Linked DNA regions of Bicyclus anynana: region 2 is linked to region 1. Evidence: chromatin contacts called from public Hi-C data. All regions are on one chromosome and are shown on one strand. The core of a region is the stretch at or near the end of the contact, and the rest is flanking DNA. Distances in the headings are between cores, read along the strand shown. Region 1 holds the start of LOC112046039 (splicing factor YJU2). Region 2 overlaps LOC112054501 (G1/S-specific cyclin-D3).

Evidence for each region. Hi-C and Micro-C count contacts between places; a contact is called where the count stands out from the background.
Region 2: a Hi-C map of whole body shows a contact between it and region 1, with 2.7 times the contacts expected there. The contact joins the enhancer-like site here to the promoter of LOC112046039 in region 1. A contact is called at or near these places in 2 of 2 Hi-C or Micro-C datasets (whole body and whole larva).

Annotation. Positions count from the first base shown.
Region 1 is chr6:12,577,260-12,580,802 of ilBicAnyn1.1, reverse strand. It overlaps LOC112046039 (splicing factor YJU2), which reads right to left and starts at 1,680. Exons shown (of 5, transcript XM_052882083.1): 1 at 1,518-1,680; 2 at 1,210-1,422; 3 at 580-754. The coding sequence starts at 1,541. LOC112046046 (forkhead-associated domain-containing protein 1-like) reads right to left here. Exons shown (of 16, transcript XM_052882160.1): 16 at 2,453-2,580. The coding sequence ends at 2,556.
Region 2 is chr6:12,679,708-12,683,250 of ilBicAnyn1.1, reverse strand. It overlaps LOC112054501 (G1/S-specific cyclin-D3), which reads right to left. Exons shown (of 5, transcript XM_024094303.2): 3 at 3,327-3,489. Among protein-coding and RNA genes, the nearest start is that of LOC112054501, 25 kb to the right of the region's middle. Within about 2 kb of position 1,965, at least 8 of the 8 cell types and tissues checked have open chromatin away from gene starts, as enhancers often do.

The DNA of each region.
Region 1 (3,543 bases), core at 431-2,930:
CCAGATTCGAACCCACACCCTCCGGAATCAGAGGCAGAGGTCATATCACATATTATGATAATATTTTGCAATATTCTCACAACTAATATTATAACATTTGATTTTGTTATGAATAGGTACTAATATTATAACATTTGATTTTGTTATGAATAGGTACTAATAACTACAGGGCCTATTTTAAAGTCTTTCATTAATTGAATGCTGCATTATCAGCGTGTGCAAAGTGAGTCCTGAACTTCTGACCAACAGGTGTAGGGTTAAAATTATCCTAGACAGCTAACCCTCCCCTTCTCCACTTGTGTTGTTCTCCCTGCCTATCCAAATATTTGGTAAGATCTTACTAGAGCAGCTTTGGATACCCATTCTAAGACAGAACGTTTGTTTGGAAAAAAGTTAATGCCTGGTTTAAATAGCTTTGTATATAATTTTAAGTGCTCTATAATGACAGTGTGAGTAAAGACCTATCCAGGGGCATCTTAATAAATAAATCGGCTAAAGTATCTCTGTATACCCACAGAAACAGGAGTTAAGACAGTGAAACTGTGGAGGGATCTGCTAGTATAATAGTAAAGTGAGCACCTAATAATTTCATAGGGTTGTTTGCCTCTTCCTCTTTTTGTTCTTCTTCTTCCCTTTTAGCCTGTTCCTCTGCCAACTTTAATGCCATAAAATTTCTAGTAGCACCTGCCTCAATTTCATAATCTGTATTCTTCGGATCTGTCTTAAAAGATATTTCTTGCAGACAGCGAGTGCACTGAAATGATAAAAGTGTTTCATTGTTTAAAAAAAGAAGTAATTTTTTTAGAACATAATCAAGAATTCTAACCAAGGTGAGTGGTTAAGACTTCTAAACTTGTGATCTAAAACCACGTAGACTAATCACTAGATTAACAAGACAGTTACTTTTTCATTGAAAACCCATGTTCGGCTCTGTTGAGAAGGAGTCTCCTCTCAGAATGAGAGAGGTTAGGCCAATAGTCCACCACCCTGGCCCGATGGGGATTGGTAGACTTCACACATGTAGAGAATTAAGAAAATTCTCTGTTTCTCCTTTACATGATATCTAATTTCTTAAAGTGCACCTAACTGAAAATTTAGAGGTGCTTGCCCCAGACCGGATTTAACACTAAGCTCTCCGAATCGCAGGCAGAGGTACTAGGTATAGGCATATCCACTGGGCAATCACGGCTATAAAAACCAGTAACTTACTTTTATGTAAAATCTGTATATTCTTATGCCCAGGTAATCTTCATTCTCGACATCTTCTTTTCGTGCATTAAACTTCTTCCCCTTATAAATATATTCGCCACAAGTTGCACATCGCATGTTAAATGGGGCCATCAAACGTACTGTGTATTGACGATTTTTCGCCAATTTCATACGAGGAATTTTCGAAGGATCGAAATCCGGAGGATAGTATTTCTAAAACCGAAGAATGCGATAAGGTTATAATTACATATTTAAAATTCATATTCCAAGCATTCAATGAATGTTTGGAAAAAAGTATGAATACTCACGTTTAAAACTTTTCTTTCCGACATTTTGCTATAATATTATCTTTTACAAAATAAACAACAATATTTTAAATTAGAAAACACTCAAACTTTGTACTTTCTTGGTTTCTTTGTAAGGTATTTTAATTTTTATCACAGACTATCCGTCATCTGTCACCACATCAAATCTGTCACTGTCACTTGCCTGACATTTTTAGCTTTATTCTTTCCCTTAAGGAAAAGGCAAAAGTATTACACCGTACATCCATGACTTCAAGGCATTCCTCCGGTCCACCAGCATAAAAAACAAAACTTTTCAAAACTCACTATAATCACTGCTGGATATTTTTATCTTACAAGTTGTAATGCTATATTATTATTATACATTTTACACATCAAAAACGAAGTTTTAAGTAAGTTTATTTACTTTAACTTTTGTGTGCCTTTTGTATGGACCGTACATGCAGTCTATGTACCGTAGGTATAATATAATGTCGTTGATTATAACAGCCATTACACATTACTATTCAGACCAATTATAGAAGGACCTGTATCACACTCATAGTCACAAAAAAAAATGTCTGTCATTTTCTGAGGAAAACGAGCTTAGATTTGTTATATATCTTATAATAAACTAGAAGTTTTTGTACGTTTTAACACCATTAAACTACACAAAAAGGTATTTTTACGGAGCTCTTTAACCGACGAACACGATTACAACTATTTAACATCGATTCAATAAAGACAGCTTTTATAATAGCATTAGATCGTTGATCATATACTTTGACAGAAAAGTAACATCTAGTGAGGCAGGTCCTATACAATGGTTGGTCTGAGCATAATGATGATGATGATAATTTACGATTTCGTTTTTACATAACATATATTCAGGCAATCCGTAATTTTTATACCATAAAAATAAAATTAAACATTTAAATAGTAAGAAAAAAAATAATCTAGGCAGCTTATTTATTTTAATTAAACTTTCTAAATATCGTTCCAAAATACAAAACTCCCACTGGTACTGGCACAATTTTTCTTCCAGAAAATACACAGGGATCATCACCAACTAAAAAAAGATGACTTTCTGTAACAAGAAAATATACTTAATCAAGAACTATCTATCAGCGACTCGAGTCTGCATATTTTATTTTATTTGCCCGGAATTTCCCTCATTGTAAGGGCTGTTGTCAAAAGTACGGCAATAGCCAAGCGGGCGAAAATTGAACCATAGCCAGCATAGCCTCTCCGTGTTGAGTCTGGTCCCACTGAAAATTCATTCAACAGCAAGAACAATTCCGGGGAAATGTTCCATAATAGTACAGAACACATAAGTAGTGGTAATAGTAATGGGCATAGTGCATTAAATGTCGACGGTAGAAAGTAAAAATTGTTTAATTTTTATATTTCACCTTTGCTACAGTTAGCATTGGAATGTTCACTATTTTAAAATGTTAGCTTTCTGTATTCTCCGTTGAAAATAAAAAATACTCGAGAAAGAATTATTAATTAGATCCCGATACATAGAATTTTAAAGTGAGCGCGCGGAGATCAGCCCGCGTTTAACGCCTAATTTTGTACTTCTGCCTTAAATACAAACTAATGGTTAGAATTAAAAAATTCTTATTGTGTTAAAAAGCCCATTTATCGAGGATTGGTATTTTTAAATAAAACAGACAGTAGTGTATCTGTATATACATATAAAAGCTCTAATGTAACGAAGTTTCAAATAATTTTGCATACCTAGAAACATTCTTCATTTTTGACGCATTGGCATAAAAGCAATCGAAAGGACATTTGAAGATGAATTTTTTTTACTTCTAATACCTACCTTTTCCTTCTAATACTACCCTCTAATCTCTTTGTCCACAAACCCATACAGTAACATATGAAACGTAACTGTATCTCTTTCTATATTCACTAACCTACATTTAACTCCCTCTCAACTTCCCTTTCATAACGTCACGTCACGCATTCATCAACTTCATTCCCAAGTCAAGCGTGCGTAAAGAAGTATTACTTCAAAATACCAAGAACTATTTTATTTATT
Region 2 (3,543 bases), core at 716-3,215, 100 kb before region 1:
ACTATCCACTACTACCTATTTAGATTATGGAGCCAAATATTATTCTTTGAGCATAATTTAAAAAGATATACGTATAGGTATTTTTTGTGTCGGCATACGCGAGATAAAAGGTACGAGTAGGGTAGGAACAAAACGAAAGAGATGAAACAACGAGAGCGGCCGCTCATTGGAAGCATTTGCATAATCTGATGTTAATCAAACATCGGAGCCCTACCGCCTCGACCGGTCCTTCAGTGGCCGTTGGAACATGCGCCATTGGATACCCACCGGGACAAAGACTAAAGCCTTTATTGTAATACTCTGAAAGTTAAACAACAATATTTTCGAACTAAACCAATAAAAATAAGTTAGGATCCGCGGCTACTCGTAGTTGCCTCGACTGGTGACAGAAATGCTGGCTCAAAGGATCAGCCTGGCTGTCCAGCGCGGAAATGCAACCAGTATCCTTGCCACCTATTTAAGATAAGTTAGCTTAAGTTCCTTATTGTATTCTTTCTCAATAAAAAAAAAGTTAGGAACATCGCCGAAGGTTGCCTATCGGTTTACTATATTTATTTCGAAGAAAAGGTAAACTCAGGAACTATAGAAGTTAATCTTTCGGTCTGTTATCATAGGACCAACAGGCATCGTAGCGATCTGCATTTTCAATATGCAATATCCCTTAACTGTGTAAAAAGCAATACCCAGTTTTCGATTCTAACTTCTAAGATATAAAGTGTCCTTCTAGAGTTCATTTTTTCGATATCCTGAGGCATGTACTGCACTGAAGACTTTTTCGATTGCCAGCGAGCCAAATTGCAACCAGGCTCTAGCTTAAATGTAGTTTCGTAGCCACTCAATAATTCAGCGATCGTACCGGGTATCAATATGCTCGTATATATTTAAAAGCCGCAGTCGTAAAGCGCGACATATGCGCCCATGGGCGATGACATAATCGCCGTATTATCCTTGAACATGAAGTGTGGGCAATAGACGGCCGGTGCGGGCGGGCGCCGCAGTCTATTCGCAAGGTGAACGCTCTCGCGAGGCCGCGATAGTGAGTACGTAACTTCGTACTGCCCGCCGGAACAAATAGGTGTTCTACACTTCTGCCGCACCTACCTTTCTAGTCGCCTGCACTCGCACTCTATCCGCTCTGAAAACTCCCGACAGAGATAAGATATCCGTCGGTAATTGACGCCATTCTATCTTCGTTCGTTGGTATGTGAACGCATTCCTACATTTAATTAACCCTAGGCTGAATTAGCTATTAAAATTGAGATATCAATCATACTGCAGCGTAAATGGAACGACCCCTAAAGCGTATGCCCATTTTGAAAGGGACCATTACGATTTTATTAAACCTTGCATGTTTTATTTCGCTTCAGTAAATTGTGCCATTCAAATAATGATACATAATGTGGGCTCGTTCGATAGCGCGAACTGTGCTCGCGAGCGAAACCCCTTTGAGGCGGCGGCCACTTACGTGCCCCCAAGGACGCATACCTTCTAACCAATTATCCTATACATTATTTGCGAAAATTGGGATCCGCAAGTACTATTTTTGCAATAAATCCTGCTCATCAATTTGTGCCGACGCTATAACTACATACAAATTAACAATTTCTCGTATCATTTCAGCAACTGGTCTGGTCTTCAATTCGAAGTTAAAATGTCAGACTTAATTGTATAGTAGTAAATGGGTACTTATTATAATAATAGTAGGTATTATTCAACAAAACACACACAATAAACAATCATACAGTAGAGACACGAGATAAAATTAGTCTCCGCGGTAAGTACGAGATGATATCTGTGGAGCAAGTGAAATAAAAGAAGCTGTAGCGTGAACTTCACCGCCAAAAAAACAACACGACAGCGGCGGGGAACAACAAAAACCGTTGCACAAAAACATATGATCCCATGAGGGATACGGGGGAGCGGGGCGCGCGGGGGAGTCCCGAGGCGTGCTGGAATGCGCTCGGGCGAGCGGCGTGGGAGGCGCCGCCGCCGGCGCACCACACACGCGCCCTCGCTCTACCCTCTCTGTAAACAAACCTATACACATCCCGACTGGCCCTGCGCCCACTTTCGATATCTCCCTTGGAAAGGAATTTATTACAAGCGATCTGTATGTGGTGGGTACTAGTCATCCTAACGTCTAAAAGACGTAAGTGTCCCTTTGAAATCTAACTTTGGTAGGTAACTTCTTTCCTGGAGCTTTCAAAGGTTAGAAAGCGGATGCGGACCCAAGGTTACACAATACAAAGGTATACAAAGCTACCCAAGTAGTATTCTAGTCTTGCTTTCAGAACTGTATAGAATATTCGAGAATGAATGGACCATCATTCACCCTTAGAAACTGCGCACTAGTAGACGTGTCGAGGTTCACTGACTCTTGACACGGCATGCATATTCGAAGCGACTGGTGCGACAGAGTCGTGACATGACGTGGTACTGAGATGCTAATTGTCTGTCTGTGTCTACCACCGCAACAAAACGCCCCGAACATTGTTTGAATGGAGAGATGAATGATTGAGAGCTGAATATTAATTTTCAAACAAAGAAATAAAACAGAGTCTCCAAATTCACGAATAAAATCAAATATTAATATTAATTCTCAAACCATTACTAATAGACATAAATAACATTGGGATACTTGGAATTCATTAAGTAAAGGTTGAGTTTTATAGCCAATTTTATGATTTGATAGATAAAACGAGAATGACCTCTGTACGTAGACGCATATAATTTAAGACGATGACACACATAATAAACCTTCTACTCTACACCCTACATATAAAGTACATATTATTATCTAGTGCTTGAAAGTACATTCTAAGTTATAGACGATTGAATTATCATAAACATCAATAGGTACAATATAATGATAACGATATGATTCGTGAAAATACTACGATATTGTGAAAGTACCTTTCTAAAGCAGAATAATTTTCTATAAATAGTAAAAATACAGTATTCAGCCCAGCATACTTGCACTCCTACAATATGCTGCCAAGGACAAACTACAGTCAAATGGCAGTGGCGTAACAATAAGAAGACAACCCAGATAAAATGAAGGCCGGTTTAAAATCCGATTGGTCAAGGTTTGATCCCTACTCCGCAGACAATTATTGACGTACTCGAGAGCACAAACTTCTTGTAATAGGTCAAAGGAGGCTTGTAAAAAGTCTCCCAAGGTCAGGATCACAAGCAATTTCAGGAGCAACTTCTACTTTACACTTATTTCTTTCTTAACCTTAAAGGAGAGGCCTATCTGACGTATTTGCTACGAACTTCAAAATGATCATTTTGACACTGTTAAGTGTGCTCAATGAAGTTCTTACCTCTAGCAGCAAGGGAGATGAAAGTCTGCGCGTGCCGATGAATCATCTCCGTGTTAACACGGCCCCTGAGCGGCAGGCGTGACATCAGAAGAGGCAGGAAGTCGTGCGCCGTCACGCCCGCCACGTCCCACTTCAGCTTCGACAGCACTAGCAACTCCCAGCTCTGTTGACAATACATCTCTATTAACATCGTGTTGGCCGACCCCCCACCAGGTGG